5 separate regions of the Zea mays genome follow, and regions 2, 3, 4 and 5 are each linked to region 1. A link is a contact called in public Hi-C data. All regions are on one chromosome and are shown on one strand. Each heading gives the region's core, a stretch centred on a gene start, on an enhancer-like site or on the middle of the called end of the contact. The rest is flanking DNA. Distances are from core to core; before and after follow the strand shown. Region 1 holds the start of LOC100216607 (CBS domain-containing protein CBSCBSPB2). Region 2 holds the start of LOC542441 (V-type proton ATPase 16 kDa proteolipid subunit). Region 3 holds the start of LOC100280270 (Alkaline/neutral invertase CINV2). Region 4 holds the start of LOC103654555 (filament-like plant protein 3). Region 5 holds the start of LOC542703 (calcium-dependent protein kinase 24).

The links. Hi-C and Micro-C count contacts between places; a contact is called where the count stands out from the background.
Region 2: a Hi-C map of tassel shows a contact between it and region 1, with 2.2 times the contacts expected there. The contact joins the promoter of LOC542441 here to the promoter of LOC100216607 in region 1. A contact is called at or near these places in 2 of 25 Hi-C or Micro-C datasets (ear and tassel).
Region 3: a contact with region 1 is called in a Hi-C map of ear, with 4 times the contacts expected there. The contact joins the promoter of LOC100280270 here to the promoter of LOC100216607 in region 1. A contact is called at or near these places in 7 of 25 Hi-C or Micro-C datasets (bundle sheath, ear, leaf and 2 more).
Region 4: a Hi-C map of tassel shows a contact between it and region 1, with 4 times the contacts expected there. The contact joins the promoter of LOC103654555 here to the promoter of LOC100216607 in region 1. A contact is called at or near these places in 6 of 25 Hi-C or Micro-C datasets (ear, endosperm, leaf and 2 more).
Region 5: a Hi-C map of ear shows a contact between it and region 1, with 3 times the contacts expected there. The contact joins the promoter of LOC542703 here to the promoter of LOC100216607 in region 1. A contact is called at or near these places in 6 of 25 Hi-C or Micro-C datasets (ear, endosperm, leaf and 1 more).

The regions. Positions count from the first base shown.
Region 1 is chr4:210,804,220-210,809,312 of Zm-B73-REFERENCE-NAM-5.0, reverse strand. It overlaps LOC100216607 (CBS domain-containing protein CBSCBSPB2), which reads left to right and starts at 2,704. Exons shown (of 12, transcript NM_001143020.1): 1 at 2,704-2,831; 2 at 3,677-3,847; 3 at 4,356-4,434; 4 at 4,535-4,648; 5 at 4,733-4,799; 6 at 4,889-4,994; 7 at 5,075-5,093. The coding sequence starts at 2,762.
Region 2 is chr4:210,618,765-210,623,857 of Zm-B73-REFERENCE-NAM-5.0, reverse strand. It overlaps LOC542441 (V-type proton ATPase 16 kDa proteolipid subunit), which reads left to right and starts at 2,114. Exons shown (of 3, transcript NM_001349564.1): 1 at 2,114-2,303; 2 at 2,626-2,911; 3 at 4,090-4,540. The coding sequence starts at 2,225. The coding sequence ends at 4,222.
Region 3 is chr4:210,992,674-210,997,766 of Zm-B73-REFERENCE-NAM-5.0, reverse strand. It overlaps LOC100280270 (Alkaline/neutral invertase CINV2), which reads left to right and starts at 2,096. Exons shown (of 5, transcript NM_001153198.1): 1 at 2,096-2,192; 2 at 2,331-2,724; 3 at 4,220-4,651; 4 at 5,051-5,093. The coding sequence starts at 2,359.
Region 4 is chr4:210,652,982-210,658,074 of Zm-B73-REFERENCE-NAM-5.0, reverse strand. It overlaps LOC103654555 (filament-like plant protein 3), which reads left to right and starts at 2,904. Exons shown (of 5, transcript XM_008681402.3): 1 at 2,904-3,543; 2 at 4,645-4,849. The coding sequence starts at 4,739.
Region 5 is chr4:210,944,741-210,949,833 of Zm-B73-REFERENCE-NAM-5.0, reverse strand. It overlaps LOC542703 (calcium-dependent protein kinase 24), which reads left to right and starts at 2,852. Exons shown (of 8, transcript XM_008681406.4): 1 at 2,852-3,653; 2 at 3,751-4,405; 3 at 4,826-4,969; 4 at 5,059-5,093. The coding sequence starts at 3,817.

The DNA of each region.
Region 1 (5,093 bases), core at 1,455-3,954:
CCTGACTAATTACTAACCCCATCTACTAATGCCTAAATACTTAATAAGTAACAATTAAACAATAGTTAATTACTAACTAATAACTATATACTAACTAATAACTAATCACATCTAATAGAGTTACATAATCTATGAGTACGATAAGCAAAATGAGTATACCTGAGGTCGCGGTGGAGTCAAGCTACCGGTGGCGGTGGAATCAAACGACCTCCTGGCCGCAAAAAAGTTACACAATACTCTCTGTACAAATTTCGATAGCACCTCCAATGTACGATGAGGTTTCTAAAACCTGCAAACAAACGAACAACACGATAACTGACAGACACATTCACCAACAGACGAACAATAGGATGGCTAACATACACATGCACATTCACTACATATACTAACAACTGAATAACTAGCTAGTTCACTAAATAGACTAAATAACAAAAGTACTAATTAAAGATGTAACCTAACTAAGTTTCTAAAATAACTAACTAACAAACTAACTAGCTAATTTGCTAACTAACTAACTAATTTGCTAAACTAACAAATTTGCTAACTAACTAGCTAACTAACAAATTTACTAACCCACGTACTTGGAGGCGCGACAACGAGCTCTAGAGGCCTAGGGGGCGGAAGCGAAGTCCGAGAGCGTTGTGTGGCGGGCATGGGCGCAGCGAGCGACGACGTGCACGCGGCGACCGGGCGCGAGGCGCAGTGAGCAGGGGCACAGGCATGACGACGTCCAATGGTGGCGGTGGCGATGACAGGACAGAGACAGAGGCGCACGACGAGTGTGAGAGAAGACGAAGCACGTGTGAGAAGAAGGCCTTTGGCCCATATTCCCTAGCTTGGCGCACGACGAGTTTGAGAGAAGACAAAGCACGTGTGAGAAAGAAGGCCTCTAGCCCATATTCCCTTGCTCGGCGCTAGGCCAGGTCAGCCACCTGACAACCAGCGTGCGTCAACACGGGCAGTACCTCGGCGCCATAACCTATATCATCAAGTCGTGTTACCTTGGCGCCATGCCTATGACACCAAGTAAAGGGTCTAAAACATGAATTCTTCTTCCAGGGGTTAAACGTGATTTTTTGAAAAAGGGCTAAATTGCAAAAAATTGCCTAACTGCACTCACCTAGGATCAGTCACGCGCATGTCACTAAACTTGGTTTGCTCAACTGCTTCGCTTGCCTCCTTACCTGCTCAGGCTTTCATCGGGGTTGGAACACTAAATGTGGTTATGCCATTTTTTCTATGCACCTTGGTACGTAAAAGGGGTCAAGGCCGGCCAGTGAGACGATGGGCGATAAGCTTCATTGTGGAGATTTTACACTATAAAATTTAACAATTGAATCAGATTAGGATCAGGTTCTGTTCTTATTCATTTTTGAACTAAAATTATTTAAGAGTCCTAACTTATTGTAAAGAAATATTTGAATCGTGATTCATTACTACCCCTAGCCATAAACATATGTAAAGAAAATATATACATTGAGTATATATAATTTAATGTTAGAAAATTTTTAATGTAGATTTGTGCATTCTCTCGTATCTGTGGCATACCACTCCCTTTCTAAATTCTAAATTATAGTCTGCTTCATAGACCGGTTTAGAATACTTCCAGCTCTAGTAAATTTGATGAGTTAGTGGAGCAAGTCATTAGGTTCTCCAGGATATTAGGGCTCACAAGCAATGTCAAAGTTTACCACAGTTTCGCAGGATATCAGGGCCCACAGGCAAGGAAGCCCAAAAGAGCCAGCGATCATTCCTCTCCAAGGCTCCAAGACTCAGGCTCCAACTTTCCCGGCCGCCGCCGCCGTCGCGAATCCGCCGCCACCTACGCGGCCGCGGTCATGAGCTCCACTGCCGCTGTGGCCCTTAATCGTCGCACGCGCAGCCGGCCGCCGTCGGTCGCGTCTTCCCGCAGGTCTGATGATCCCACGGCCGCCGGCGCTGGCGCCCCCGCCAACGGCAACGGCAAAGTCTCCACCAAGCCCGCCTCCCCCGACCATACCTCGTAAGGCCGCCATAAGCCTTTTCTTTTCTCGGATTTTTCTCCCTCCTCCTCAGCTGTCACTAAGGTGCTGGGTTGGTTTCGTCAGAGGGGAGAGAACGGTCAAGAAGCTGCGGCTGTCCAAGGCGCTGACGATCGCGGAGGGGACCACGGTCTCGGAGGCGTGCCGACGGATGGCGGCGAGGCGGGTCGATGCCGTTCTGCTCACAGACGCCGGTGGCCTGCTCTCAGGCATCGTCACCGACAAGGTACCGTGTTCCTTCAGTTACATCAGTTTTGAATCTGTTGTACCAAACATGTTATGATTGGCTGGTAAGTTGTTTCGAACTTAGAAGGAATGAACTTTATGTGTAAAAATGTCATAGTTGTGGTAGTGGCTGCTTTGGATTGTACCCCACTCGCTCCCATAAGCCATAAAGCTTGCTTGTGTCCCAATCAAGTGACTGAACAGAATGCATTTCTTTAGTGTTGGACGCTTTGCACCATTACAACTTAGCTAATTCTATATTCTTTGTTTAAATTACTATATGCTTGAAATTTGCAACTGATGCCACTGTTCATGTTCTTGAGTTGAACTGTTATGCATTGATCTCTCATCTGTGTTTGGTTTGGACAAATCTGAAGCTGACTCAGCAGTATCTAACAACTAGGCGAAGTATATCCTCATGCTTCATTCTTTTCCTTTGAACTGGGATATAGGACATAGCTACAAGGGTCATTGCCGAGGGGCTGCGGGTTGAGCAAACAATCATCTCCAAGATTATGACAAGGAACCCTTCATATGTCATGGCGGACACACCTGCTATTGAGGCACTGCATAAAATGGTCCAAGGTATATGTGGACTACTGTTAATATAACTTCACATTCAAGAAAAGAAATAATGGAAATGTATATGCCTTATTTTTTATAGGATACTAAAGGAACATATTATTTTGTCAATAGTAGAAAGTTATTATTTGTCTCAAGCTTACTGCAATGACTTGGGACTTCGAATCATGTTGTATCTTAGCCACTGTATTAGTCTAGAGGGGCGTTGGTAGGATTGCGGATCCTACCAGGGATCTCCCTTAGCCTATAAGGATGAACAGTTGCGCGAGGGAGATGGGGCGCCATGGCTGACCTAGGCTGCGTGGGCAAGAGAGATTGATTCACACCAACTCCTGGCTCCCTCAGGGAAGCCAAAATAATTTGATTCTGCTTAATTCCACAGATGACCTCTTACAAGTATTTATATCCCAGCTGATGCTTATCTGATCTAAGGATAAGAGCTATGAGATCTCTTCTAATCCTTATCCAACTAACTAGAGATAATCTCTCTTTTTTATTAGCTAATCCTTATCTGATCTATCCTAGCTGATCCTGGCCGCATGTGGCCTGTGGCCTGGCCGTGGGCCTTAGCCCTCCTAGCCACTAATGTCCCTGCGCCTGGTGTAGGGGATGCCGGTCATAACAGGCGTAGTAATGGCAACTTCCATTGCTCCTGTGTTTCATAAGGAAAAGGAGGACCAGCATTTTCAAAGTGGTCCAGCATCTAAATTTGTTTAACATTTTAATGACATCATAAGGTTTAGTGCTGCATAGGCTAAACCTCATTATTTCAATGTTCCTTGAATAAACTTAATTTGAGGTATGTTATTCCTTTCTCTGAAGTTAATATGGTTTTTTTCTTATTATAGGGAAATTTAGACACCTTCCAGTTGTTGAAAATGGTGAGGTTATTGCGATGCTGGACATTGCAAAATGTCTGTATGATGCAATATCAAGACTGGAAAAGGCAGCAGAGCAAGGAAGTGCACTAGCAGCTGCCATAGAAGGGGTTGAGCGCCAGTTAGGTGGCAACTTCTCAGGTAACCATATTATTGTGTCAACTCTTACTCCATTCCTGCTTTATCTTTTTTTATCACCAGATGTTCATCAATGCACAAGAATTCACTGAACATCAGAACAAGCATATATTTTACTATTTTAGCCATATACACCAATTTCACCTATAAATTATGCTATCTAGTTCTTTGTTTTAAAAAAGGGCAGAACTAGTGTCAGAGGCTCCCAAATTTGTGGGGTTTGGGAAGGGATAAATCGAGGCTAGCCTTCCTCCCGCAAATGCGGAAAGGTTGCTTCGAACCCATGACCTAGTGACTCAGTGAGACAGCTCTTACCACTGCACCAGGCTTTTGTCTTTCTAGTTTTTTTTGAAGAAAAAATGCTTTTAACTATGCAATCACATGAAGCCAGGTCTTTTGTTGTGAACTTCAATGTTATATTGTATATATGTCTTTTCAGTTGGATGTACGTGTACTAAACTAGTTGCTGCTTTATGCACTTGCCTACAGAATTAACTGTTTTTGGATGCAGGTCCACACAATCTCTTAGAGACTCTCAGAGAACGAATGTTTAAACCTTCTTTGTCAACCATTATCACAGAGAACACAAAGTATGTTGTCACTTTTCTTTGATTCATTTATATTCTTGTGTAATTTTTTTTAGCAAAAGTTGATCTTGATAAAAATGCTTATGACTGTATTTACTTGCAGAGTAGCAACTGTTTCCCTTTCAGATCCTGTTTGTGTAGCAACCCGGAAAATGCGCGACTTACGTGTTAATTCAGTAATTATTATGGCTGGAAATTCGCTTCATGGGATCTTTACGTAAGCATTCCAACTTCATAACCTTTAATTTTCCCCTTTTTGATATTTTTTTAGTTAATAATGATATATGGTTGTGGATTTCAGCTCAAAGGATGTGCTGATGCGTGTTGTGGCCCAAAATCTTTCTCCTGAGTTAACTCTAGTAGAAAAGGTTTCTCCTGCAGATTTATGATTTGTATTCCAAAAGATGTTGAATTTTGTATTCATCCTAGACACACAGTGTCTACTATTTTGATCCAGGTAATGACTGCACACCCCGACTGTGCTACATTGGACACAACAATCCTTGATGCACTACATATCATGCATGATGGCAAATTCTTGCATATTCCTGTTCTTGATGGAGGTAAACTTTGATTCTTCTAGCCTAAGGTTGCCTGCTTTGATGCTTCCATTGTGTATCTGATTTTCCTTTTCCTTGAACAGATGGGCAGGTTGCTGCTTG
Region 2 (5,093 bases), core at 865-3,364, 180 kb after region 1:
TACCTATGAGGTTCGGTGGATACAACCATACATGTTCAAGGTAAGGTAATGGTTCAATAGGTTACTACGAAAACAACTACACATATACATATTCACCACCACACATATACAACAACTACATCAAACAATACAAATTTTGACTAAAATTTGAACCAACAACCCTAAACCATAATCACACTTCGTTTAGTTTAAATGATCTAATGCTAAAAAAGATAAATTTTACCTGTGAAACGGTCGACTACGATGAAGGGCCGGCGGTGGATGGCAATGGGGGCATCAGGCACTGGCGACGGGGGCGGTGTAGCAGGTGGCACGGACCGTGGTGGGCTCGCTGACGGTTAGGGATGCACTCGAAATGCATGCCTGGGTTTTTTTTGCTTTCTTTGCATTGAACAATGGGTCAACTTCTCGTAACCCTTCTCCCAATCCCCATATATCATCTTCCATGCTCATTGCTTTGCCCTCCATGCTTTCCCATACTTGATCCTATAACCAAACAACTCCCAAGTCATGGTCATAATTGACTTTACCTTCAAGTTTGGCTGACCCTTCAATGTCACCAAAAGCCTTTTCTCAATTAGGGTAGATGTCAACTGCCGATGCTTAGAGCTTAGCTCTGTTTGGGCACAAGTGTGTGGACCTACATTTTTTGTGATCTTAAACTTTCCAGTTTCCTTCTGCTTGTGGGCACATACCCTCCAACTACAATCTGACAACTCGCACACAACTGTGTAACGTCATCGTGCATACGAGTGTCTCACCTTGTAAGGTCTCTTGCGATTCACAAAATATTCCTGTAGCCATCGTCTCAGTGTAGGCAAGTCCTTAAAAATTAAGCCTTTCTTAATCTCAATGTTGTTAGCGTTATCCAGAGCTTCTAGTAGCTCATCATCTCATCCTTCTGCATATGCACCATTGGAATGACTTAAACTGCTAAATTTATGTACTGCAGGGTCGTCTTCAGAGCCAATGGAGATCAACTGTCGGAATATTGTACTAGATGTAACATGGGACAATAAACCCTCAATCAATATGCCAGGATCGTTTAAATTACAACAAATCTCCTCACAAGCCCTAGCAAAAATCTGGCCAAAAGAGGGCTTTTCATCGAACATCACCATCACCTTCTTCATTCCATCAAAACTAACATTCCCATAAACATCTTCCACAACGCTTCCTCCATGGTATGGTGTCACTAGGGTGTCCATCTATTGCAAACACGGATTCATAACTCAAAAGCTATTAAAGATGGAGCGGCGACCGGCGGCGGGGCTCAGCGTATGGGGCGAGCAGGGCTTGGCGTAGGGGCAAGCTGAGCTTGGCGTAGGTGGCGACGAGAACCGGCGGTGGGGTGGCCGGTGGCGAGCTCGGCGGCTAGGGGTGAAAACTGTCGGTAAACATTAAAACCATTTTCCTTTTCATATTTATTATCAATGGTAAAATACCAAAAAAACGGTAATTTCCGAAAATGGTCGGAAGAGGACCAAACCGTTTTTGTTTATGATTTTTTCTACCGATTTCGTTTCCGTATTTTCGATAACTGTTTCCATTTTCGTTTAGACCTAAATTTCGGTAAAACTTTGAAAACGATTCCTGGCATCCGAAAATTACCATTTTCGTTTTCACCCCTATCGTCGGCGAAACCGATGTGTAGTCTCCGCGTTGCGAGTGAGAGAGGAAGGAGTGGCGCGCGGGGAGAGAGAAGGACACGATGGCTGCTTTACTCCCTAGCTTGACCCCAAGATTCGTGGCGCTGAGCTAGGGGGCCCACGTCGGTGTCGCGTGAGCCCTACAACGCGCGTCACGTATCTCGACGTTATAGGCTGTGGTGCCGAGACTTGTTACTTCGGCGCACGACCTATGATGTCAAGCAAAGAGTATAAAAATGACAGTAAGTCGTGCATGAGTTTAAATGTGAATTTTTTTTAATAAAAGGGCTAAAATAAAAAAAAATCGGGTGCCGGAGAGCCTAGGGGCAAAACTGGGAAAACCACGGTGGGCCCTAGTCGGTCTGGTGTTTGGAGATTTTCAGATCAGATCGGGGAGTGATAGGGGTAGTCGCAACAAAAAGAAACCAAACTCGGCTCGAGAGAGATCGCATCTTGCCTGCCCACCCAAGCTTCCCTTTCGTTCCTCCTCGCCCCAGCGACGCGGCCTCCCGTAGACCGAGCAAGGCAACCCACCACTGAGAGGCACGCAGAGGAGCAGGAAGCCGGAGACCAAGATGTCGTCGGTGTTCAGCGGCGATGAGACGGCCCCCTTCTTCGGTTTCCTCGGCGCCGCCGCCGCCCTCGTCTTCTCATGTTCGTCCCGCTTCCCCATACTCCTCTTCCACTCGCACGCTCGAGCGATTCCGTACCCGAAGCTCTAGTTTTTTTTTTTCCCGAATAGAGCTTCTGTTTCTCACCATCCATTTCCCGATCTACCGCTGGGGCTCCGTGGTTTGGCTCGATCTGGCCAAACTCCGGCCTCCGGTCAGCTCGATTACGGGCGCGCCGGTGCTGGATCTGCCCGTTGCTCCGCTAGATTTGGTCCGATCGGGTGTGGGATTTCAGAAATCGACAGCCTTTTCCCGTCAGACAGGCAGGTCCTGACTACGCTGTTCTTTTGCTTGATCCGATGCAGGCATGGGCGCAGCGTACGGGACCGCGAAGAGCGGCGTCGGCGTGGCGTCGATGGGTGTGATGCGGCCGGAGCTCGTCATGAAGTCCATCGTGCCCGTGGTCATGGCTGGTGTGCTCGGTATCTACGGGCTCATCATCGCCGTCATCATCAGCACTGGGATCAACCCCAAGGCCAAGCCCTACTACCTTTTTGATGGCTACGCTCACCTTTCGTCCGGGCTTGCCTGTGGCCTTGCTGGGCTTGCAGCTGGCATGGCCATCGGCATTGTTGGTGATGCTGGAGTCAGGTAAAGCTCCCTCTCTCTTTGTAGTGGACATCATATATTTACTATGTCCTTTTCCTACTATCTACTATTCAATGCCATGGCCAGAATGTTGATATTGTGCTATTTGAGTGCTACAAGGTTAATACACCTAGAGAGCCCACATTTTATCACCATAAAAAAAATTGACCTGCAGGGGTAAGAGAGCTCCGGGATTAAGAACAAGACCTTCTCATGGAGGTCAATAAAAACCCTCGAATCCCTGCCCCACTTTTAGTCATGTGAGAACGGTTGCTACTGAGGCCGGGCCTTATACCAATGCTTTGGCGTGGGATAGATAGGAGGATTTTTAACCTCAACTTAAATTCGCTCCCATGTGGAGTCGAACTTAGGACCTGATGAGTGCTATGCTACTAAGTCCACGTAACCAACTCAGCTAGAAGATCTAAATCCATGTACTATAGGTAGGTAGTGGCATTCAAATTCTTATTATTAGTCTAATATCTTTTGTACTGTTGGTCTTGCACATGAATTTTCGTCTTGGGTCGTCAAACAATCGAAAAATAAAATGTCTAAAATTATTCCCCCTACTGTACAATTAATAAATATTCTTTCTGACTTGGAACTATTCCCTGTCATTTTAATGATAGCATGTGTTTACTCTACGTCATGCTCCTGTTTTGTTTTGATATTGCACTTTCTAAAACATTTTCCTTTAATTGAGAAAATAGTGTTGATTAGAAGAACATGTAGGTATGTGTTTTCTTTCATCTGTATCTTTAAGCTCCCCATGCGTGTAAATAATAGTTGTTGGTTAGTGCACCGTAGATGTAGTGCTAACTGTCATATTATTGTATTTCTTTCTTACTGAAGTATGACCAACCTAAGTTTTACTGTTCTATGAACAAGATCATGCTCTTGGATGAGTATGCAAATTGATATATGACTATTTATAGGCTTATAAGACTATCTCCAGCAGCTTACACATACGCATACCCATATTCAAATTCCACTCTGCGAACAGTGTAGTCTACAATGCAGAACAGTGTAAAACAGTGCTTATGTGTAAACTTTGGGTGAACAAGGCTGTTAATGATCAACCTAATCTCCTTTCTTTGAGCGTTTCTTCTTTTAAGGAGGCAGTACATGCTTATTTGGGAATTGAAATTTTATTGACTTATTTTCTGGGCCACTGATTTCAGGGCGAATGCACAACAGCCGAAGCTTTTTGTGGGCATGATCCTCATCCTCATTTTCGCAGAAGCGCTTGCTCTGTACGGTCTCATTGTTGGAATTATCCTTTCATCCCGTGCTGGTCAATCCCGAGCAGATTAAGTGCACTACCATTCTGCGATTACCGTACTGTTTATTATGCTATTCTAAGAGAATTGAAACTCTATGCCCTTGTCTAGTTTATTCTTGTTACCATGTATTAATGAAACAATTTGTAGCTGAAGGAAGGTGACACTTCCAGCCATGTTGGTTTTGGCGGTGTTAAGCAGAGGTTATTTATTGGGTTAAGGTTGGAGGGATGTGGGTTAAGATTGGATGGATGCTCCTGGGCTAAGTGGATTTAATTTTTATCCTTGGTGAATAATGAACACGGAGGTGTAGCCAAATAATAACGTGATATATATATTTCTTTGCCCCTTTACTGGATGCCTGGATTTTCATTGTCATCTATACTTCGGCATGTTCACAGCGATAGCTGATGTTTTGTTTCTGATGTTTTTGAGCCAATGGTTGATAGGTGTATGAAGTACAAACTCATCACTGGGAATGTTTTGAATTCCTCATGCTGCCCCTTGCAATTCCTGCTGGGCAATGTGCCTCTGATTTGCTGTTTGAATTAACACGCTGATCTATGCAATGTCTCTAACAACATTCTCTAAATTTCATTCCCTAATAGGCTACGGATCATTTGATTGGAATGAAATTTGGAACGGGTATACTTGACGATGACGATATGAATCACTTGAAAAATAAACGTATTCGTTCGGTTGCAGATCTGTTACAAGATCAATTCGGACTGGCTCTTGGCCGTTTACAACATGCGGTTCAAAAAACTATCCGTAGAGTATTCATACGTCAATCGAAACCGACTCCACAAACTTTGGTAACTCCAACTTCAACTTCGATTTTATTAATAACTACTTATGAGACCTTTTTTGGCACATACCCCTTAGCTCAAGTTTTTGATCAAACC
Region 3 (5,093 bases), core at 847-3,346, 190 kb before region 1:
ACTAGTTCATTAATTTTCTCTATTTGTTCAAAGCTAAGGCCTTTAAGGAGCAAAGACAAAACATCATCATCACCACTAGAGTTACCCTCATCATCGGATGTAGTATACTTAGGGGTTTCTCTAGGGTGTACCTTCTTCTTGCTCTCCTTGGCCATGAGGCACTTGTGGTCGATGTTGGGAACCTTGTTAATGGTGATGTTGGTGACATGTTCATCGGAGAGTCAGAGGAGCTCTCGTTAGAGTCCCATTCCTCCCCGACGTGCGCCTCGTCGTCCTTCTTCTTGTGGAAGATTTTTTCTTCTCCATTCTCTTCTTTCCCTTCTTCTCGTCGTCCCTATCATCATCACTAACATAGGGACATTTTGCAATGTAATGACTAGACGTACCACAACAGTAGCAAACCCTCTTGGAATATGGTTTGTACTCCTTGCCCTTCTATTGCTTGAGGATTTGCCGGAAGCTCTTGATAATAAGGGCCATCTCTTCATTATCAAGCTTGGAGGGGTCTATTGGAAGCCCTTGCTTGGAATGGTCTCCTCCTTCTCTTCCGTCGCCTTGAATGCAACAGGTTGTGGCTCGAGTGTGGAGGAGTTGCCATGGGCAATGTTCTTCACATGTCTAGAGTCTATGACCATAAGCTCAAAGCTCACAAACTTCCCAAGCACCTCTTCGGGGGTCATCATCTCGTACCTAGGATTTTCACGCAATAATTGAACAAGATTTTATACATAATATATTTATATTTACAGTTGGTCGTATGAGAAAGATATTTATGTACTAAATTTCTACTATAGGGGAACGAACTGAAGAGCGTGTTACAAGTTGCAGTAGATTAGTGATACATAAAATCAATTATCACTCCTCATTCTAAAAATTTGAGATAGACTTATGTAAACCTTAGAAAGTGGTGGAATGTTAAATTCTAAAGGAGATACAAATGGGCCCTCAGGGTTTGATTTGGTGACAAGAAGATCACGAGGATTGGAGGGGATTGAGAGGGATCCCTCCGTGATCTCTGGTCACCAAATCACCCATGTATGAAATTTGTTACTAGCTAGAGTGTTATGCTACAGAAAAAGAAGTGCTTCGTGCATGTCTATATTCATGACAAGAAACTTTGTAGGTTGAGTCATAGTGTTTTGGTATTCAATGGTAAGGCTGGTGTCAATGGAGGCTATAGGCGGGGCGAGATGGACTTGATGTCGCTCGGCCGCAGGCAGGAGCGCGGGGCGACATTGCTCACGCCCGACGAGAGCGGGTGACGCGCTGGAGCGCGTTCTCGGACGAGAGGAGGGCAAGAGGGAGACGAGACACGGTCGACACGCTGGCCCGGGAGAGACATCGGGCGAGAGCGACAATCTAGCCGTTTTATTGTTTGGAGTCTAAAAAATTCAAAAAACTGCAAAAAAATCATTTTTTTTATCTCTAATACTTCTATAAATTTTCATGTGCTTTTCTTTTAATTATTATACACTTTGTATTTTTAATTTAATAAAAAAATGCGTTGTTCGATTTCTGAGTGTTAAAATAAATGTGCGTGAATTACTTAATTCTAAAATAGAAAAAACTGATGTTGCTATAGATTGAGGCTATATCCTGCTACAGGCTGTGCACTAGAATCGAGGGTAGAGTCGAGAGCTGACATGACAAAGGAGAGAGAGATAGTGCACTGGAATTAGCTTAAAATGACTCCTACATATAAGTTTTTATAATTAAGGAGGAGGAGATATAAAAAAAGATTATACCATTTTGGAAAGTTCATCGACGTGCAACATTGGACATCACCGATTTGCTTGGCTTTAATTCATATCAATTTCTACTATTTCTATATTGATATTGTCTCTATAGATTACAACTATAGCAATCCAAACAACTTTATTCAGAAGCCAACAGCTCTGACCTCTGATCGCTGTTCATCCAAAAACAAAGCAAACTCACCCCTTTACGTTGTTCTATTCTATTTCTATAAAGTAGTACAAGAGATTTTGCTTTATCAACGGGCCACAATTTCTTTCCAAATTTTTCGGAGGCCTGTCCACCACCGAACCACCACCCCGCGCGCCGAGCTCACCCCGATCCAGATCCACCAGTCGTCCCTCCGGTCTGCGACGGGCGCCCTCCTCCTCGTCCTCACGCGCCTCCGGAAGCCAGTGCCTGCGCAGTGAAGCATCCATCTGCCTCTCCTCTCGTCGGTAAGGACGACGGACGGAGCTGCTTTTTCCTATTTCATTTTCCGATTTCGAGGAGGCGGCGGAATAAACCTGCTGTTTTATTCGTCTGCCACTCCCACGATGAGCATATCCCTGAAATCTAAAATCTCTCCGCATTAGGATCCGGGGCCGGCCAGGCGGCGGCAGCATGAAGCGGGTGTCGTCGCACGTCTCCCTCGCCTCCGAGGCGGAGATCAACCTCGATCTGTCGCGCCTCATCATCGACAAGCCCAGGTTCACGCTGGAGCGGAAGCGCTCCTTCGACGAGCAGTCGTGGAGCGAGCTCTCTCACCGCCAGAACGACGGCTTCGACAGCGTGCTGCAGTCGCCGGCATTCCCCTCTGGTGTCTTTGACTCGCCCTTCTCCGTGGGCACGCATTTCGGGGGGCCGCACCCGCTGGTCAATGAGGCCTGGGAGGCGCTCAGGAAATCGGTCGTCTACTTCCGGGAACAGCCCGTCGGTACTATTGCTGCCGTAGACCATGCGTCGGAGGAAGTGCTCAACTATGATCAGGTATGCCAATCGGGCTTCACTGAACATCAAAAGTCTGTGGAAACTGGAAACAGAGGAATCTTTTTTTTCTTTTCTTTTGTTTTGAGCATTATGATTACTGCCGTGTTATTTACATATTACAACAAATAGTAGCACATAATTTGTCTACTTGGCTAGTATTTGTTGTAATATGTAAGCTGGCAAGTATAGTGATTTCCATTGCTCTTAGGATCTTATCGAATGTACTAGAGCTAGTTGGCTAAAAAATTGCTAGTGGAATTAGCTGGCCAAGGCTGTCTTCGGTGGATCCTATAAAATAGGGGACGTGATACTGTAGGTGACACTGTTTGACATTGTTTGCAGAGTGAAGTTTGAAATAGAGGATGTGATAGGGGAGCTGCTAGAGACGGCCTAACAAATAACTAGCTAACCATTAGCTAATTTGCTAAAAATAGCTAATAGTTGAATTATTAGTTAGACTGTTTGGATGTCTTCAACTAATTTTCATAGCTAACTATTATCTCTAGACTTTTAGTGCATTCAAACATGACCTTACCTGTATAGGAACTGGACAATGGAAACCGGCAAGTATTAATCAGTTTCTAGTAACTTGTATAGAAACTGATTAATATGTATACAAATACTTGTATAGAAACTGATTAATGCTAGAACTGGAAACAAGTACAGACTGAGCAATGGAAACTGGCTCTTACCTAGTCCTAGTGATTACCATTGCTCAGTTTCTATACTTGTTTCCACTATATATATTTTTTCTTTTCAGGCTATAATTTAATACACATATCATGATTAATAAGCACTCAATTTTCTATTTAGGTTCGACATTGTTTTGAGCAATAATTTAGATATAGGGGGGGGGGGGGGGGGGGTCAGTTTAAAAGTGTCAAGAAAAAAAAAGATATCTGTTTAAAATTATTAAACTTGATGTAAGATTAAACAACTATAAATCATTTTTTCATTTTAGAAAAGTTTTAATTGTTTAAATCGAGGATAAAAGAAAACATTATTAATAAACTTAATGATTCATATTATATACCCACGTAAATTTTTTAATAAAAATATATAACTTGAAAAAACACAAACTGGAAAATGTATTTTATTTTTAATTAAGTTTTTGTTACTTTAGGTAAGATATTATTTTATATATAATTTATAGAATTAATGCAACTATTAAGTAGTACAATGTAATAATCAATCTTAGAGGGGCCAGACCCCAACCCGCCTCCTTTGTCTCAGCCCCTGATTGTTTCCCATACTATATCTTCTTTGTTTTATCATTGATATGCCTTCCATTGTGTTCACTAGCACTTGCAACAAGATTTTAACTTCTGCTTTGTATTTTCTTAGATTAATTTATCAAAATGCCTTCTTGTAGTATGTTATCGTGGAAAATTAGTAGTATGGTATATAACTGGAGTTTTCTTGTTGATTACTTTTCCTTAAAGAATTAAAGCCTCATGACGTGCTACTGTTGACTGCTCATTGTTAATTATGGCAGGTTTTTGTGAGGGATTTTGTTCCGAGTGCATTGGCTTTCCTAATGAATAATGAGACTGACATAGTGAAGAACTTTCTCTTGAAAACTCTTCACCTTCAGAGCTCTGAGAAAATGGTAGACCGATTCAAGCTTGGAGCAGGTGCGATGCCTGCAAGTTTCAAGGTGGACCGTAATAAAAACAGAAACACTGAAACCTTAGTTGCTGATTTTGGTGAGAGTGCAATCGGCAGGGTGGCACCGGTTGACTCTGGATTTTGGTGGATCATTCTCCTTCGGGCATATACAAAGTACACCGGAGATGTTAGTTTGTCAGAATCACCTGAATGCCAGAAGTGCATGAGGCTGATACTGAATCTCTGCTTATCTGAAGGATTTGATACTTTTCCAACTCTGCTTTGCACAGATGGCTGTTCAATGATTGATCGTCGAATGGTAGGACCATTTCACCTTGATCTAATTCATATTTAGATGCATATCCGTAGAAGTAGCACATAGCCTCATTTTGTTAGTGTCCTGATCAGGTGAAAGTTCAGGCACATCTTAATTTTCAAATAAAATTTATAATTTTCAAGTTTTTATGGTAGTTTTACAGCTGCACATATTATCATACTACTCAACCAAAATTTAAAGGCAATCTTGCATAGTCTTATTGGTACTGTGGGGCCAGAAATGCTTAGTTTTTGCAGAAGTACACAGATAGTACTGAAAGAAAATGCCAATCTGCAGTACATCCCTACAAGTTCTCTTATTGTTTGTCCTACTTTTGAATTACATATTAATTTCAAATGAAGCTTCTTGTCAGTGCATGATTGTAATTACTGCAATTATCAGGGTATATATGGTTATCCCATTGAAATCCAAGCCCTATTCTACA
Region 4 (5,093 bases), core at 1,655-4,154, 150 kb after region 1:
ATTGTTTGCTAGTAGTCAATTTTTAGGATTAAATGATTTGTATGTTAAATATTGTTTAGTTTGTTATGTCCGACGACCGGAATATGATTATGTAATTAAATTAGCTTGTTTTAGTTTATTTAGTGGTGCTTAGATAATTTAAATGTTTAATTTCTAAGGGTGATTATTATGCCCTCGAAAATAAGGTTATTTTATATGATTTGACACCCATGACAATGTTATTTTGTATATAATATTGTATTGGTTATTTATTAGTTGAACAACGTAATAATATACGATGGTTCTAGTTTTTCGTAGTGTATCTTAGTGTCAACAAATGAAACCTAGACGCCACTCGTTTTGGCCCAACACACCTCACATGCGACGCATGTGAAGTGTGTTGGGCTGGAATTGTCCCTTTATTGGATAGCCTTGGGTTGACCGACAGAATCCGTGTTTACGACAAAGACATGTGCTCCTGCGTAGTTTCGATAGCATAACTCCTCTGTTCTCCAATTGCACCATTTTTAGGCGCGCGATTGGAGAACAATGGGGTTATGCTGCCAAAATTTTCACGAGCGCATGCCTTGTCATAAACACGGGCTCCTCGGTCACTCCTAGTGGGTTTAGGACCTATCCTTTCATATATATGTAGGGTTGTGATTTACTTAACTAATTAAGTTAACGTCTCGTATCTAGTATGGTGGAGGATCGTCGATGGATGTATGAAGGTTGGAAGAAGAGAGGTGCTCTATCAAGTGAGTGGGTTGCCAAGACTGACGCGTTACTCGACCATGCTTTTGCACGACCGGAACCGATGTTAGGTGACCTTGTAGAAGTGTCGGAACATTTATTTTCTTGACATGAGTACTATGTCGATAGATCTTTGTAAGAACGGTTATATGCCTGCCTATGAGGTGTGCGTGCACCATGGTGAGGACCCACCTCCTCGTATTGTATCGGAAGTTCAGTCACATGAAGAGGGAGACTACGATAGTATGGAACAGATGATTGACGATGTACGCCATGAGCTTCTACCCATCGATTCCAAGAACCCCGTCAACCCCCCTCCCAATTATGAGGGTTCTCCTACGCCTAAGGTTCAGAAGTTCTTCGAGCTCCTTAAAGTTGCTGAAGTGTCGTTGCACAAGCACAAGAAAGTGATCGTCCTTGTGTTCATGACTCGACTTATGGCTATTAAGTACAAGTTTGCATTCTCAAACAACTGCTACAAGGAGCTTCTGAACTTGATCAGTGATGTACTTTCGGAGAATTACCAGATGCCAAAGGACATGTACCAGTCCAAGAAGTTGCTCTTGGGTCTTGGTATGGACCACGAAAAATTGATGTCTGTGAAAATAACAGTATGCTTTTCTGGAAGGAGACTGCAAGTGAGAAGAAGTGTATAGTATGTGATGAGTGTAGATTCGTAGAGGTTGAAAACGACGATGGTTTGACAATGACGACCGAGGTAGCATGTAAGCAACTTCGTTACATGCCTCTTATCCCTGGGGGCCTCTGTCGGTACCCTAAACATGGGGTATCCACTCCTGCTGGGTCAATACAAGACCCCATGTGGCTGCCCATAGAAGGGAATAATCAACAACTTCGATCATAGGTATGGGTCCCCACGGACAGGACCCGGACATCCACATGGGCCCACTGAATCCCTAGAAAGGGGGTCTGGAGCAGCTCCATGTCCCTAGAGTAAAAACACTCTTTGACTACAAGTTCGTTTCCAGACCTCCGGGAGTGGTTCTGGACCCCGCGTGTGTCATCAAGACCTAAGCCAAGTGAGATCCAGTGCTGCCACGTGTATGAATCATTACAGCTAGGGCCTAGACCCCCTCAAGCATGTTTCGGACCCCTAGTCGGGGAGGTCCGAGGGTGCCTCGTTGCCACACGTTCCCAGATTTGCTCCCTGCCTAGGCAGAGGTCCGGTGCCGACGCATGGCCGGGGACGCCTTACGTATGCCTCTTGACATGGGGTTCGACATCATTAAGTGCGGACGAGATACGTGTTTGCCCGCGCCAGTGGCAAGTGGTGTGCGGCCCGCATTAAATGCATGCGACGTGCGAAGTCCGCAAGGTCTGGGCTACGCCAGTAACCCGCGTGTTACCGAGGTAGGACCATTGACTCAATGCGTCGCAAGGACGCCCCTCATTATGGCTCTTGCTGTTCCCCGCAAATTACTGAGGCAAGGTGGAACAGGTGGAGGGGACATGATGACAACGTCCATACACCCCTACACACGACAACGTATCAACCTACGCCACAACTTACATCAAAGCCTACGCTCGAGCTCCGATTAGATGGGGCAAGAGAATAGTGGGCCAAGAGATCCCCACGAAGACCAAGAAGAGATATCTGACCGCTGTAGAGAAGATCTTGGTTGACCAGGATTCATCGCCCATCTTCTATATATACTTATTAGATTATTGGGCCCACTTTTTGAGACTCGGTCACCTTGTAGGTGCCTCCCTTGGACTATAAAAGGGAGGCACACTCCCACAGTGGGGGACAATTTCAACTCACAGGCTAGATGCTCTCGCTGAGGCAATACAACGCTCAAATATGGAGGTAAGGTATTACGCTCCGGCGGTCCGAACCACTATAAAATTCTTGTGTACTTGTGGTCATCCACCTTAGCAGGTAAACCTCATAGCCCCGCCTCATCTTAGGATCAAGACGAGTGCATTCTGCCACCCAACCGGAGTTTTGCACTCTGTCATCCATGATTAACAATTGTTTACTTTAGCATCATATAAACGCATCATGAAAATAGATTCAACAAATTCATCTTATCATTTAGTTTTTAGCTATACAATTAATTTTATAATTATACCATATTTAATACTTTGAACCAAACAAACAAGCCTTCGTAGTGCCTTATTAACAGGTCCCAAAGCGCTAGGAGGGGCCCACGTATAGGAAGAAACAAAAAGGGAACAAATAAACAAATCTGAGCCCCGTACCCGCATCCGGACCGAGGCTCGTCTCCGTCTTCCCAACAAAAAAAAAACAACTGCTATGAATCCGTCCCAGGAAAAATAGAGCAACTTGACCCCATTCATCCGTCGAACACACTGCACCTGTTAGTATTATAGCAACAGTATTTCAGTACCAGTGCTCAATCTAGGCAAAAGCCCGCAAGCGCACAGTTAACAACACGCTACACGCCTACACCAGCATCGCTTGCTGAGTACACTTGAGCGACACTGTGTGAGCTGTGGTTGAATAGTTGAGAAAAAAAAACTCAAAAAGAAAAGGCTACGCCTCTAGCTCGAGTGGGGAGAGAGAGAGTGAGAGACGAGACGGGGAGGCAAAGGCACCACGAGCCACTCTAGAGACGCCTCCTCCGTTTGTTCGAGCTGCCTGGGCGGGAAAGAGAAAGCGAGACCGAGACCGCAGGGATTGAAAAAAGAGGGTGCAAAAGCAAGGCTCGGATTCTTGCGGGGCGAGCGACTCGTTTCTCGTCTCTGCGCTGCGAGCGAGGCTCCTGCTCCTCGCGGTCTCGCTTCCCTCCAAGTTCCAATCCAGCACCGGGCGCCACCGCTAATCAGGTACGGCGGTTCTTCCTGTTGCCTCTGCATCTCTCTCGTGGGGTGGGTCCGGGGGCAATGCCGGGTGCTGTTCTTGCGCCTTGTACTCGCGTCCCCGCCGATTTCTGTCCACCAACACCAACAGGGGAAAGGGGACAGGAGCAGTAGCGCTTCCGGACCCGTTGGAAGTAAAAACCGAAGCTTTAATTTTTTTTGTCTGGCGTTCCACGCGGTTCTTGTGACGGTTGCCATTCCCTACTGGCTGGGCTGTGGTCGCAGGTATTAATGCTCTCCGTTTCGCTTTTTCTTGCGCCGCCCCCGTTTCTTGAATCTTGGCTGGTTGTTCCTTTTTTTTCCTGAAATTATTTTTTGGTGGGGTACCGGGTGGGCACAGATGCTGTCCTGCACCCTCCTCCTGGCGATTTTCGTTAGGGTTTTGGTCTGCATTGTGTCTCCGATGTGGGATTTTGCTGAGATTTGGTGATGGGCGAAAGCTGAAGTTTTTCTAGCCCCGCAATCTTTCTCCCTCCGGGTTTTCTGCGGATTTCATCTTTCTGCATGCGGAGTGTGTTTGACTGAGATTTTCGGTGGATTTGAAGGAAGAAATCTCAGTTTTTTCTAAAGAAAACCATTAATGTTGATCTCCGGGGAATTTGAGCCTTTGTCTCATCCCTCCGCTACATTTTTGTAGGATTCTGGAGGTTTTAGGTGCAGCCTATTTTTCGATCCTGTCCGCGATTTTTTTTCTATACGAAACGTTTTTCTCTGTTTTCCAGAGCACAGAGTCTGAAATGGAAGGGTGGATTTTTTTTGTCTGACAAACTTATCATTTGGGCATTGTAAAAGCCTTGCACAAAGAATGTTTGGCCGTACGTTTTCTCGGTCTCTGCAGCCGTACTCAATCACTGCCTGCATCCTACCGATCTCTGTATTTTTTAACAGCAGAAAAGGAAAAAAAATATAATCCTGTGTCGGTGAGGGTTGCCTTGTAAACATTTTGGTAATTGCATCCTCAAAATGTCATGTCCTCCAGTCATTATTTTACTGCATGATGTCCAGCTTAATGTACAACTCTGTAGTCTCTGCAACGTCGCTTGTATTGAGTTCTCTTTCAATTTTCAGTGCTGATATATGAACCCCGCATTTGGACATTTGGTGGTGGCAAGGCAACGCCAACCTTCCCTGTTGCTGCTTTGAATGTTCTGGTGGTTGTCGGATGGATCGCCGCAGTTGGCTCTGGAAGCGCAAGTCATTGGATAAGAGCCCTGGGGAGAGCGATAGCTCTGGCTCTGCTTCATCACACTCTGAGCCTTCCTTCGATGATCAGGTTCTGCTCCATACGTTAATTTTCTTTTGGTTCTTAATACCCGCATGCTAGAGATTGTGGAATTCCAATATTGCAGGGACCTATATGCAGTGTAAACATCATGAATTGGGGTTTGGTCAGGTGTTCTTTTCAGTTCTGTGGCTGCATCTTTTCTTAGGAATAGATTTAGGTCCTCCCAACTAAAACGAACAGGACAGTTTATTTTTGACATCTCTAGGCAAGATGTCATTTTTTTCCTGCCATG
Region 5 (5,093 bases), core at 1,603-4,102, 140 kb before region 1:
TGAGCATTGCCATTGTATTCAGTCTATCTTGTAGTAGTAGCCAGAAGAAAAACTTTTGTTCAAGTTGGCATTTAAAGTTCCCATCAACATAAATGTGGGCTAGACTGACACAGTCTTCATCATGCGTGTGTAGGCCTTTTATGAGGAGTAGTGTCTGCCTTCCCAGGTGTATGTCCATTTATTGGGATAGTTAGTTACTTGCTAAGAGCGTAGGGCCAAGTTAAGATGTTAAAACTGTTTGTAGGCCTCAGTTGACATTGATAATTAGAACATGTTCTAGGTTTGCTTGAGTGCCTTCTTGCAATAGGGTAATTTGCTTGTCGTTTGTGTACAAGAACAATTCGGTCTATGATAAAGCAGGGGTTTCTTGCATTCCACATGTTATGCCATAGCTGAATAGAGCGGTCATCCCCCATAGTTACTTCCAAAAAGCCTTTATATGTCTTCAATAGCTTGAATATGTCATTCCACTAGAAGGATCCCACCTTTTGGTGGAAGGGACTACCCCGACTCTATAGTGATTGTTCCAGATTAAGTTCACCCAAGGCAGATTTTGTTTATTGAAGAATTTGCCTAGACTTTTCATCAATAGTTCTTGATTTTGTGTCATAAGAACAAGGACTCCCAAACCTCCTTGGTTTTTCTGTCTATATGCAATTTGCTAGGCTCTCTACGATGACCTTTTTTGCATTTATGTCAGCACCTCTCATAAGTAGTGCTTTTTGTATTTGTTGATTTGTGAGTGCACCTATAGGGGGTGAATAGGTGATCCTGTAAAATCAAATACTAAATAGCACAAACTTGGTTTATAAATGTTAGAAAGAGTTAAGCCAAGTTGTTAAAGCGAGAACTCTTCACTTGATTGTTCCTTTAGAGTGAGTATTGAACTATGGAACAATAGCACAAGTGATTAAGCGAGAACTCGAGAGAAGAAACCAATCACACACAAGAGTGACACAAGAGACACGGTGATTTTATCCAGTGGTTCGGCCAAATATAACACTTGCCTACTTCCACGTTGTGGCGTCCCAATGGACGAGGGTTGCACTCAACCCCTTTCAAGTGATCCAATGATCCACTTGAATATCATGGTTTCTTCCTTATAGTAGTTTTCCCGTTTGTGAGGAATCTCCACAAGTTGGAGCCTCTCACCCTTACAAAGTTGATCACAACACAAAGCACAAGAGTAAGGAAGGGAAAGAAACACACACAAGACTTGAATCGCAGCAAGCACACACACACACAAGTCAAGACGTGAGCACACAAACACGGCGCAGGGAGTTTACAACTCAAACGGTGCTCAAATCTCAAACACGATGATTCGATTGCGTGGTTGCGGAGTCTAGGCGTCTTAGGATGTTTTGTGAATGCTTGGTGTATTGCTCCATGTGCCTAGGGGTCCCGTTTATAGCCCCAAGGCAGCTAGAAGCCGTTGGAGATCCAATTGAAAGGCAATTCTTGCCTTTTGTCGGGTGGCGCACTGGACAGTCCGGTGCACCACCGGACATGAACAGTAGCTGTCCGGTGCCCGATCTCCTTCCATATTGGACGCACCCGACTGTTGGACCTTTGGTCCCGTTGGCGCACCGGATGTCCGGTGTGACCAACTGACCGTTGGCGCGGGCCACGCGTCGCCCGCTGATTTCGCTGCCGACCGTTGGCACGGGCGCCTTTGGCACATCGGACAGTCCGGTGCACACCGGACAGTCCGGTGAATTTTAGCCGCAGCGCCACTGTCTTTTTCTCGAGAGCGACGAGTTCGTCGCCGAGCCAGCCTAGGCACCGGACACTGTCCGGTGCACCACAGGCTGGTGCTAGTTTGGCTAAACTCAGCCAAATCTTCTCCAACTCAATTTCTTTTGATTTGACAAGATTCCTGGCACTTAGATAAATATGTTAGTAGCCAAAAACAATTTACTAAGGCTGAAGACATACCTTGTTCTTTGATTTGCATCTTAGTACTTATGAACCAACGTATTTTGTGTTGGATATCTAATCACCAAAACATTTTTAGAAATGGCCCAAGGGCACATTTCCCCTTCAATTTGTTTGATCACCGAGCTTGGGAGCTTGAGAGTGCATATATAGAAAGTAGGTAACGACGAGAACACTAAAAAATGACCATTTGTAATCTCCTAGCTTGTGATAGGAACACTAAGATTGATGATATGTGTCGTCAATCTTTTGTATCAATGAAAGGAAAGCTTTTAGGATTAATTTAACTAAACTCATGGGCAGCCCAAGATATATGATGGGGAAAGTTCCAATCTGGCAGTTGAAGGTTTTTTTTACAACAGTTCCATTTTCTGATTAGACACATTTACCAGGTAGATATTCGACTTGTGTTAATTGGAGTAGAGACCCATATAATCTACAAAAAATAGTTTAAAATAGCCTTGAGGACAAACAATTGTTTTGGGCATGCTTCCATAATATGGATGTCGTCGTCCGCATATTGAATAATTGAGAAGTTATGTCCACATCTTTGCTATACAAGTAGTCTAAGAAGGCTAAGGTCTTTTGCTTTGTTTATTATTGATTGTAACAAGTCAGTTGCTAGGATGAATAGAAGTGGTGAGAATGTTTATGATGACCACGTGTTTAAGTTTGTCAAACGCTTTTTCAAAGTCCAAATTTTAGGATGATCATTTCTTTTTTGGACTGTTTGCATAAATGTATGTATCCAAAAGAGCAAGCCACTCAATCCATAACGATTTATGTGAATGAGCTCACCCTCTACAGTTGGCCAACAGTTTGGTTAGAAGTTTCACGAGCGAATTCAAGAGTGAGATTATAATCACTACCTCAATAACAATAAAGGTGTCTTATTTCATAGGACAATGTGGGACCCATTTATGCTTTGCAAATCATACTGTTTCCAATAATTATAGTTGGTCACTATACACGGTTTTTAGCAGACATGGACTCTTGCGTATTTTCCAATTTACAAAAGGAAAAATATTAAAAAATAGTAATAAAAAAGGGAAAAAAAACAATGGAGACATCGTCGTCGTCTCCTTCCTCCCTCCTTCCTGGTCGCCCATGGATTATTCCATAGATACGACCTAGCTGCGCTGCTACAGCCCCCGCATTTCCCTTCCCCCAATCCTCTCCTCCACGAACACGCCCTCCCTTTTGCCCGTTCCCAGCCTCGAACGGCAAATCAAAAGGCAGATATATGAGCTCTTGGTCATCGTCTCCACGCCCCATTGGTAGCCGCCTCTGAAATTCCTATAAAAAAAGATATATGGGTGGAGCCATCACCCACGCCGCCAAGATCCTGTCTTCTTGCGCGGCCAGCTCGTAGCTCCACGCCGGATAGATAGAAGAGGCCAACCTTTCCTCCCCGCTTGCTCCCCTTTTCTTTCGGCAGGATTGCACATCTTCCCCCACGTGACACCTGAGAAAGTGAGAGCACAGATTTCTTCTTCCCCTTGCTGCTGCCGTTTCTCGTTTCCGTTCCTCTCTGCTCGTGGGTTTGTCATAGATAAACCTCGCATAAAGCTTCGTTCCCTCGGCTCTTGGTCCCAATCGGCAGGGCTCCTCCGCTTACCCGCTCCAATTTCTCCCCCCCCCCCCCCCCCCCCCCCCCCTGTTCTTCTGTCTCCAACCCGCGGGAATCCTTGAGGAGTTGCAGGAATTTGTAGCGAGAGGTGATTTTCTTTTTTTCCTTTTGACCGGTTCTTGATCGCCGTATCCCCAAATTTCTCACCTTTTCTCCGGGTTTTCCGGTTTTTTGTCCAAGAACAGGCTCCTTTCCTGCTGCGGAGGCCGTCGTACGGTTCTTGATCCGGGGAGCACACCTGGGGCGCGCCAATGCAGCCGGACCCGAGCGGGAACACCAATGCGAAGGCGAAGCTGCCGTTGATGGCTCCGGCGCCGTCGTCGGGGCGCCCGGCGTCCGTGCTGCCGTACAAGACGGCGAACGTGCGGGACCACTATCGCATCGGCAAGAAGCTGGGGCAGGGGCAGTTCGGCACCACGTACCACTGTGTGGGCAAGGCCGACGGCGCCGAGTACGCGTGCAAGTCCATTCCCAAGCGCAAGCTGCTGTGCCGGGAGGACTACGAGGACGTGTACCGCGAGATCCAGATCATGCACCACCTCTCCGAGCACCCCAACGTCGTCCGCATCCGCGGCGCCTATGAGGACGCGCTCTTCGTGCACATTGTCATGGAGCTATGCGCCGGCGGCGAGCTCTTCGACCGCATCGTCGCCAAAGGCCACTACAGTGAGCGCGCGGCAGCGAACCTCATCAAGACCATTGTCGGGGTCGTGGAGGGATGCCACTCGCTCGGGGTCATGCACCGGGACCTCAAGCCGGAGAACTTTCTCTTTGCCAGCACCGCTGAGGAAGCCCCACTCAAGGCCACTGACTTTGGGCTGTCCATGTTCTACAAGCCCGGTATGCGCGTTTCTTTCCTTTTACATTCCTCAATGCCCCAATTTGGTAGGTCAACTGCTGCTGTTTACTGTTTCCATCTGATGCAAGGTAGTTAATTGCTGTGTCGGAATGACCTTTTTAGATTGTTATAAAACATTGACACTTGATATAATGTCTTGGTAGGAGAACAGATACAAAACCATGCTGAAGCTCCTAGTTTCGTTTTGAAATGGGAATGAGTTACTGAAACTGTTAATAAAAGCTTACAAGAAGCCATTTGTGGTTTCGAGATGGTGATTTATGATCTACTATTTTGATGTGCTTGGTACAATGGTATTTGCATTCTAAATTGTGCTCGGTTTGACTCTTGTATTGATGTTCTCAGTGCCCCCTTCTGCTAAGATTCTTTATGATGCAAGCTGCTCGTTTCCATTTTCCCAGGTGATAAATTCTCTGATGTCGTTGGAAGCCCTTATTATGTTGCACCAGAGGTACTTCAGAAATGTTATGGTCCAGAAGCTGATGTGTGGAGCGCAGGGGTAATTCTGTACATTTTGCTTTGTGGTGTCCCTCCATTTTGGGCAGGTAATGTATCTGTCATTCAAACCAGCATCTAAATCTCTTGTCACTGCAAATTCACATGTTTTCCATTATGTTATATGGTCTTCTTTCAGAAACTGAGTCTGGAATCTTCAGGCAGATTATGCGA